Regions from separate parts of the Oryctolagus cuniculus genome. Here region 1 is linked to region 2. The links are chromatin contacts, called in public Hi-C maps. All regions are on one chromosome and are shown on one strand. Each heading gives the region's core, a stretch centred on a gene start, on an enhancer-like site or on the middle of the called end of the contact. The rest is flanking DNA. Distances are from core to core; before and after follow the strand shown.

Region 1 (3,910 bases), core at 1,213-3,712, 130 kb after region 2:
TTGGATGGAGCCGGTAACACAAGGATGCCCAGAGGTTTTGAAATTACTGGGCATGGGCCAGGCACCTGTGAGGAGCAGGGAGGGGGGGAAGGGCGGGGATTTTGATTTCTTAATTTAGTGTTTTAAAACAAAAGGCAAGACTCTTCGGGCAGATTGATGTTTGTAGGCAGTCTGAGTGATGTTTGCTGTCTTGTCAAGGCAAGACTTGGCGAGGAACAGGTGGGAACAGGACCGGGCTGGGTTGGTTGACTGGCAGAACATGGGCCAGGGGTACAATGGCAATAGCTGGTATTCTGGGCAGAATCTGTTCACAAGGAAGCAGACACGGGCCAATTACTATGATATGGAATTACCCAAACCTTGCTTTAAGTTGGAGCCCGTGCTGTGTTAAGAGAGCAGCACTAAGCAAACTTCATCAACCAGTCTCCAAGAGAGAGAAGGATGCATGCTCTCTTCTCCCGAGCTGGGGCTGTTGCGACCGAAAAACCCAAGCAGGATACCAGACTAGATCATTTTAGGGCAAACGAGGTGGCTGTGCCTGCACAACAAATCCTTGCCCAAGACCAAGGGAAAAAGCGCCTCGCAGGCTATTCCTGGGTCGACAGCTGGTGTTTGGGAGTGTGGAGGCTCCAGTAGGCAAACTCTAAAATGGCAGGGCAGCAAGGGGTCAGGGCAGGGCAGCCACCGCAGACGGCAGCGGCGAGCGCCAGGTACCCGGCCCAGCGAAGAGGGGGAACTTGCAGCCGTCTCTGCCGCTCCCGGCCAGGTCTGAGCCAGAGACACCCCCCGGCCAGCGCTGGCGCGCGTCCCCGCGCCCGCGGTTGGGCTGCAGCGCCCCGGCGGCTCCCAGCGACGGGGTTACTGGAAGGCAGCGGCCTCGCCGCCTGCACAGCCCGGCCGCCGCGGGCAGCCTCCAGCCCCGGTCCGCGCGCCGGAGCGCCGTCACCGGCTCGTCCCTGTGGGGGTGCAGGAGACGCCACTTTGCGGGAAACAGCCCAACGCAGGCGACTCTGCGGGCGGCAGGGACGAGGAGGGCAAACGAAGGGATTCTAAGACAGGGTAGCGTTGACCTTGCGGAGTTCTGAGGCGGCAGAGCAGCGGGCGCGGGCCGGGCGCCGCCGCCGCCCTCTGCCGCCCGGGTCACGCCAGGTCCGCGCCGCCGCCGCCGCCGCCCTCACCGGCCTCCTCACGTGTTCTCGGCGTGGCGCGGATTAAAATGCAAGGGGGAAAAAAAGTGCACGCAAAACGGACAGAATGTTCTCTAGAAATTACAAAAGGGGTGGGGGGGGGCTGCAGATTGCACTTTGTCTTCAATGCAGAGCCGAATTTTGCTTCCGCCCCCTCCCCTACACATTCCTGACTCCCCTCCCCCCCCTTTTCCCTCCTTCTTTCCTTCCTTCCTCCTCTTCCAAGTTCTGGGATTTTTTTTTTTCCAGCCTTGCTTGGTTTTGGCCAAAAGCACAAAAAAGGCGTTTTCGGAAGCGGCTCGGCCGTGCACAAGGGCCATTTGTTTGTTTTGGGACCCGGGCAGGAAATCTTGCCCGGCCTGAGTCACGGCGGCTCCTTCAAGGAAACGTCAGTGCTCTCCGGTCGCTCTCGCCCGCCGCCCGCTGCCCATGGGGGAGATGCAGGGAGCGCTCGCCAGGGCCCGGCTCGAGTCCTTGCTCCGGCCCCGCCACAAAAAGAGGGCCGAGGCGCAGAAAAGGAGCGAGTCTTTCCTGCTGAGCGGACTGGGTAAGCGCGCCTCGGCCCCCGCGGGGACTTGGCTCCTCCGGTGCGCGCGGGCGCATGGCTCCGGCCCGGTTCTCGGGCTCGGGAGAAGGGGTGGGGGGTGGACGGAGAGCGGCGTGACCGGGCGGCGGGAGCGGGGAGGACCGGCCCGGGAGCTCCGGCCCCGCGCTGACCCTGCAGATGAGGGCGCGCTGAGACGCCTGCGCCTGAGAGAACTCCCGGGCGGTCGCACGCTCCGCCCGGCCTCGGCGGGGAGGAAACCGGGGGGCGCCGGGGCGGGGGTCCCGGGCTATCTATCGCCGAGAGAGTGCAACTGCGGGGGAGGGTGTGGGCTCGCGCAGGGCCGCCGGCCCGCCGGGCTGCGTCCGGAAGGCAGCTCGGCGCTGCTACCCTGACTTCCTCGCCGAACGGAATAAATGAGAAAAATGGAAAATTACTCCGCATCCTTTCCCGCCACCTCCGCCCGCGCCCCGGGGCGCCGAACACTGGCGAAACTGCCCTCCCCGGGCGGCTCCCGAGTCCCCCACCTCCGCCCGCGGCTCGCCCTCAGGCTGGGGACAGAACCGCCCGCCGCGGGCTGCCGTCCCGCCGGGACGCGGCGCGGCGGCCGGGGGCGGGGCCTGCGCTGGGGGGCGGGGCCGCGCCGCTCCTTTGTCGCCGGTCGGGCCCCTCCCCTGCCGGCGCAGCCTTTATAAAGCCGGGCGCGCGGCCCGAGCGCAGAGTTGGCTGAGCCGGTCTCTCATTCCCAACGACTCGCTGTGGTCTCACCGTGGCGATGACCGTGAAAACCGAGGCTGCTAGGGGCCCCCTCACTTACTCCAGGATGAGGGGCATGGTGGCCATCCTCATCGGTGAGTGCAGGAGTCAGGCCGCCGCGCGGTGCGAGTTTTCGGAAGGTCGCGGATCACGGAGTGTGTGTGGCGGCGGACGTTACGAAGCCATCTGAGCATTCGTTTATTTCTCCTCTTTCATTCACAGCGTTCATGAAGCAGAGGAGGATGGGCCTGAACGACTTTATTCAGAAGATCGCTAATAATTCCTATGCGTGCAAGCAGTAAGTTCGGGTGGGATTGCGGGAATTAAAGTCAGTAGCGCCGGCAGGGTAGCAGAGTCGTCTCCCCTCGCTGGGTTACGTCGGGGTGGAGATCTCATTTCTCCTCAAATCCTGGTTTACTTGAGACGTTTTTAACACGGAGACGGGCTTGCCTCCTTGTCGCCCGCCCTCCGCGTGAAAAACCACCTCAATTTCTGTACACAGCTGGGCTCACTGTTGGCTTCAAAGGGCCCAGTAGATGATTTTGGGTGTTTGCAGTTGAAGTCCTGGATTCTCCGGGGAAACTTCGAGCCAGAAACTCAACTGGTGGTGTTGCTGTGCCCCCTAGTGGGGCGCGAGGAGGCTCCAACGTGTGTGTGTTTTTTTTTCCTCTGCAGCACTGAAGTTCAGTCCATTTTGAAAATCTCCCAACCTCAGGAGCCCGAGCTTATGAACGCCAACCCTTCGCCTCCGGTGAGTATCGTTCCGTTTGTGAAGCATCTATGGGGGAGAATTGTTAAGTGAGTCACCTAGTATCCCTACATTGATGGATTAAAATAGCATTTCTGGAAATTAGTATGAAGGCAGGAATGTCTCATTAGTTAAGGACATAACAGGTGACATAACTAGTTAAGTATTGAGTCAGTGGAGTATTGTCTGAAGGCATATTTCATAAAAGTTTTATCCGTTTAATCTCCATACTCACTTGAAATAATGACATGGTGTGGTTGAAAAATAGTTTTGAGTGCGTTGATAGACGTATGGGACTTGCATCCAGCTTTTATGCTTTATTGTGGACGTCTGCCTTTGAAAGCGGTGACACTAAAGGAGAATGTTTTATTTTTCAGCCAAGTCCATCTCAACAAATCAACCTTGGCCCATCATCAAACCCTCATGCTAAACCATCAGACTTTCACTTCCTAAAAGTGATTGGAAAGGGCAGTTTTGGAAAGGTAATTTCAGATCCGGAGACCTTTGTATATACTCTCGTATGTGTTCATTTTACACTCTCCCTGGATGAGGACCCAAAAAGGATGATTTTTTTTTTTCTTATTGCAATTTCAGGTTCTACTAGCGAGACACAAAGCAGAGGAAGCCTTCTATGCAGTCAAGGTGTTGCAGAAAAAAGCAATCCTGAAAAAGAAG
Region 2 (3,925 bases), core at 83-2,582:
TTCCTTCCTTCCTTCTCTTTCTTTCTCTCTTTCCCTCATTTTTATTTACTATTCTAAGTTTTCTTTTCTGCTTAACTATAACCAAGTGGTGGATTGTTAATAACAAATTCAAGCTATTTTCCTTTTTGAAAAATAGTATTAACAATTGGGCAAGGTGAACATACCTGCTGCCTTTTCCTCATCTCACTCAGAAGGCTGCCAAATATAGTAAATAAAAATAGTGGAACCGAGTTAAATTGAATTTCAGATAATCAACAACTAATATTTTAATAAAAGTACATCCCATGTAATATACTGACACTAAAAGTGTTCTTTTGATCTGAAATTCAAATTCTACTGGGGCTTTTGCATTTTATTTGCCAATTCCTTCAAAGAACCTTTCTTCTTACTACATGACACTTTGGTTAGGATACCTGACATGGGGGAAAAACTCAAATGCCTCTATATGGAATGAAATAAGACATATCATTTCATCTGATAAAAAATAGTTTTATATCAGTGTTATTATACAGCCATCCAAAAAGACATTTTGTGAGGAGTGTACACTGATATGATAAAACACCATCATATGTTACATAGAAAAAGCAGGACACACAGTTACACAACAGTAGTCAGCTTTTAGAGAATGCAAACTATGTAACAGGCATGTTCTAACTATTCTTTGTATTAACCTGTTTGATACTCACAATGCCATGCGACAGGTACAAATTATTAGTCAGTGTGTAAAGATGCAAAAATTAAAGCCTCCTAAAGGTTAGCACGCCCATTAACCACATATCCATACACATACACAACATGTTACTATAATGCAAGATAGAGGAGGAGAAAAGACCAGGAGAAAATGCGGTCGGCTGTAACACTGATTGTTTTGGAATTGTTTTAAGAATACAATGATTTCCAAACCCTCCCTGCATTTTCTACACTTCCCCTAAGAGCATATATGTTGCTTTGCAGATAAAACAGTAATACAATTTAAGTGAAAATGTACATCTAACTGGAAAAATTCCACTCTCACGTTTTAGTGCCCTCGATACCTGCACGCACTATGAAGTTAGTTTCAGGACTTATGTCATTCTCCCGAGTCTTCACTGGGCAGACCCAGGTCCTGTCTCCTTTGTAATCAAGCAGCTAATTCAGTCCTGTGATCCCAACAGTCACTACACTTTTTCAAGTTCTTTCAAACAAGACCTGCCTGCGGAGGATGAAGTTGGAGACGTGTCAGCAGGAAAGCAAAAGAAATGGAGTTCCTGGGGCCCTTTGCAGGCATTCCATTAGCTAGAGCAGTGCTGGCTTTCCAACCAGCAAAGAAAAGCACAAGCAATTTGCCCAGGCCTCCAGGTCATCCCCTCGGCATCCTCCGAAGAACAAGTCAGACTCGGGAGAAACACAGACTCCTCCAAGGTGAGCTCATTATGTTGGTGTTGGCGTGCGTAGGGAGCAGGTTTGTCAGCCGTGTGTCAGGAAAAGGGCCTTGGAAGAAAATGGAGAGGGCTCCAAGCTGAAATGATTTCAGTGGTACCTATGGCATCACTAATAAGAGTTATTTTCATAGGAGACTGGCACTAGCAAAATATAAGCTTCTGGCTTTTACTTTAAAGGAAAGACGCCAGCTTCTAAGCTCATCCCATAATTGCTTCCTACGTAAGAGCAGAGGTGGTTGGTCCAGAGAACAAGCCAGAACAGGGGTGTGGAAGCCAACCCTTCTCTGCTCCTGAGGGCAAGTTCACTGGGAGGTGCGGTCCAGAGCCAGCCAGTGGATGTGGGAGATTGGATTTGAGCTCCAAAGTAAGTTGTCTTCTTCCCTTTGCAAATAGCCACCGGGTAGCTCTCTGAGAGATGCTGTGGCGATGCCTCAGCCTAGAACAAGACTGAGTCACGATCTGTACAACTCAGTGGTGCTGCCAGCCCGCCTCTGCTCTTCCTCACGGTTTTTGTTTGCTCGGGATGATAATTAGTTGTTGGCACTATGCATGTGTGTTCTCTGGGGAAAAAATGTGGGCACCTGTTATTTCTGAAAAGAGTGTTCAATGCATCCCATTGAGGTCAGATCACCACTCAGAGTCCACATGCTGGCTAGCGTGTGGTCACCTAACCCACAGCTCCCCTGCCCTCACGCTATGTTTGCTCCAGTCCAAGAAAAGGGAGCATACTTTTCAGCTCCTACCTCCTGCCTTCCATGAGTTAACAGACAGCAGCACTCTTCAGAAAGCAAGTGGGAGTTTCAGACTAAGCAAAACAGGAAGATGATCACCAATGGTTTCCAACCTGGGCTATCCTTTAGGCTCTCCTGGAAACCTTTGTGAAAAACAGATGCCTGGGCCCTACCCCCAGCAGTGGCTTAGCTGCCGTGGTCATTGGTCTCTCTAAGTTTCCCAAAGGACTTCTAATGGTCAACCAATGTTGACAACCACTGATCTTGCCCATTAAGGTCTTTCCAATGAAACTGGGGCCCAGAGAGGCTGACAGACTATCCCACGGTCACACAGCTTGCTAGCATGCCCTTCTTTGGACAGCTGTTCTCCTGACTATGAAATCCTTGAGTAGCTGAACTAGGCTGTGGACATTTAAATCCACTATGCCCTCTGTAATCAATTCCTGATGAGGACAGAAGGCAAGGACCAGAACCTCTTCCATGCTTTGTTCCATAGCCTCTCATGAGAACCATGGTTTTCAATATAAACTTACTGTGAACTTTTTTTAAAAAGATTTATTTATTTATTTATTTGAAAGGCAGAATTAGAGAGAGGGATAGGCAGAGAAACAGAGGGCTTCCATCTGCTGGTTCACTCCCTAAATTGTTAGAATGGCCAGAGATGGGCCAGGTCTAAGCCAGGAGCCTGGAGCTCCACCTGGGTCTCCTACATGGGTGGCAGGACCATCTTCTTGGACCATCTTCAGCTGCCTTCCCAGGTGCATTAGCAGGGAGCTAGATCAGAAGCAGCTGGGACTTAAACCAGTGCACATATGGGATGTCAACATCCCAGGTGGTGGCTGAACCCACTGTACCACTATGCCAGCCCCTGCAGTGAAGTCTTTAGCCCCCCAAATCATTAGCTATGATTCCTCAAACTTATGACCTGTTCATTTCTGGAAAAATTCAACGAGTCAGATTGCCTCCAAATTCCAAGTCAGATGACTTTACCTTGATTGATCCAGCTATTTTAAACTAAGTGCTTGACTTTGTTCAATACCTCATGAAGCTTTCATTTTGTAGAATCTCATTTATTTCCCTAGTTAAACTTGACACTTTCAAATTAATAAGCTGCTCTAAATGGCAATTTTCCTTCAGTATCAAGACTCCAGAGTGAAAGAAAGAGTTATGGGACATGTGTGCTGTGATTAAAGAGAAGTAGGCCTGGAGCTTAGGGTGTTGCCAAGGCCGTGGCTCAGAGTTCTGGAGGGCTCCATGGATTAGGCGGCTCTATCATTGCCACAGAGAATCTTTCATTTGCTGGTCCAGCCAGTGTGGTGTGGTGTAGGGTCTCAAAACTAGGCCCTTAAAGGAGTGGGGAACTTTTTTTTTTCTTTTTTCTTTTTTTTTTTTTTTTTTTTTTTACCAAAGGTCACTTGGGTATTTATAACATCATTTGCAGGACACACAAAATTAACAACTTAAAAGTTAGCCTGCTATAGATTGATTGCATTTTGAGTCCTGCCTGTGGTTACTTCGCAAGGTGAGACCAGTGATTTCACTGGCCTTCTACGGCCCTTGGGCCAGAGATTCCCCGGTCCCAGAACATGGCAGCAGTGTCCATGGCCCTCACCCTGACTATATCAGTGCATGCCAACCACCCTTCCAAATGCCTGTGTATCCACATCTGCATTCCCTTGCTTGAGGATTTATTTTCTCTGGACCACAAAGCCCACTTTGTCCAATCACATGGCAGACTTAAGTATCAACTCTTCCTGGGTCTGACTGTGGCCT

The links. A called contact is a pair of places that touch in the nucleus more often than the background predicts.
Region 1: a contact with region 2 is called in a Hi-C map of skin fibroblasts, with 2.4 times the contacts expected there. The contact joins the promoter of SGK1 here to the enhancer-like site in region 2. A contact is called at or near these places in 2 of 6 Hi-C or Micro-C datasets (ear pinna and skin fibroblasts).

Annotation. Positions count from the first base shown.
Region 1 is chr5:34,691,218-34,695,127 of mOryCun1.1, forward strand. It overlaps SGK1 (serum/glucocorticoid regulated kinase 1), which reads left to right and starts at 2,463. Exons shown (of 12, transcript NM_001082056.1): 1 at 2,463-2,582; 2 at 2,710-2,785; 3 at 3,163-3,238; 4 at 3,613-3,717; 5 at 3,830-3,910. The coding sequence starts at 2,507.
Region 2 is chr5:34,562,214-34,566,138 of mOryCun1.1, forward strand. It overlaps LOC108177476 (a long non-coding RNA gene), which reads left to right. Exons shown (of 4, transcript XR_007922822.2): 3 at 1,155-1,401. Among named protein-coding and RNA genes, the nearest start is that of SGK1, 130 kb to the right of the region's middle. Within about 2 kb of position 1,333, at least 2 of the 8 cell types and tissues checked have an H3K27ac peak or open chromatin away from gene starts, as enhancers often do. A contact at or near this core is called in ear pinna, where this site is marked.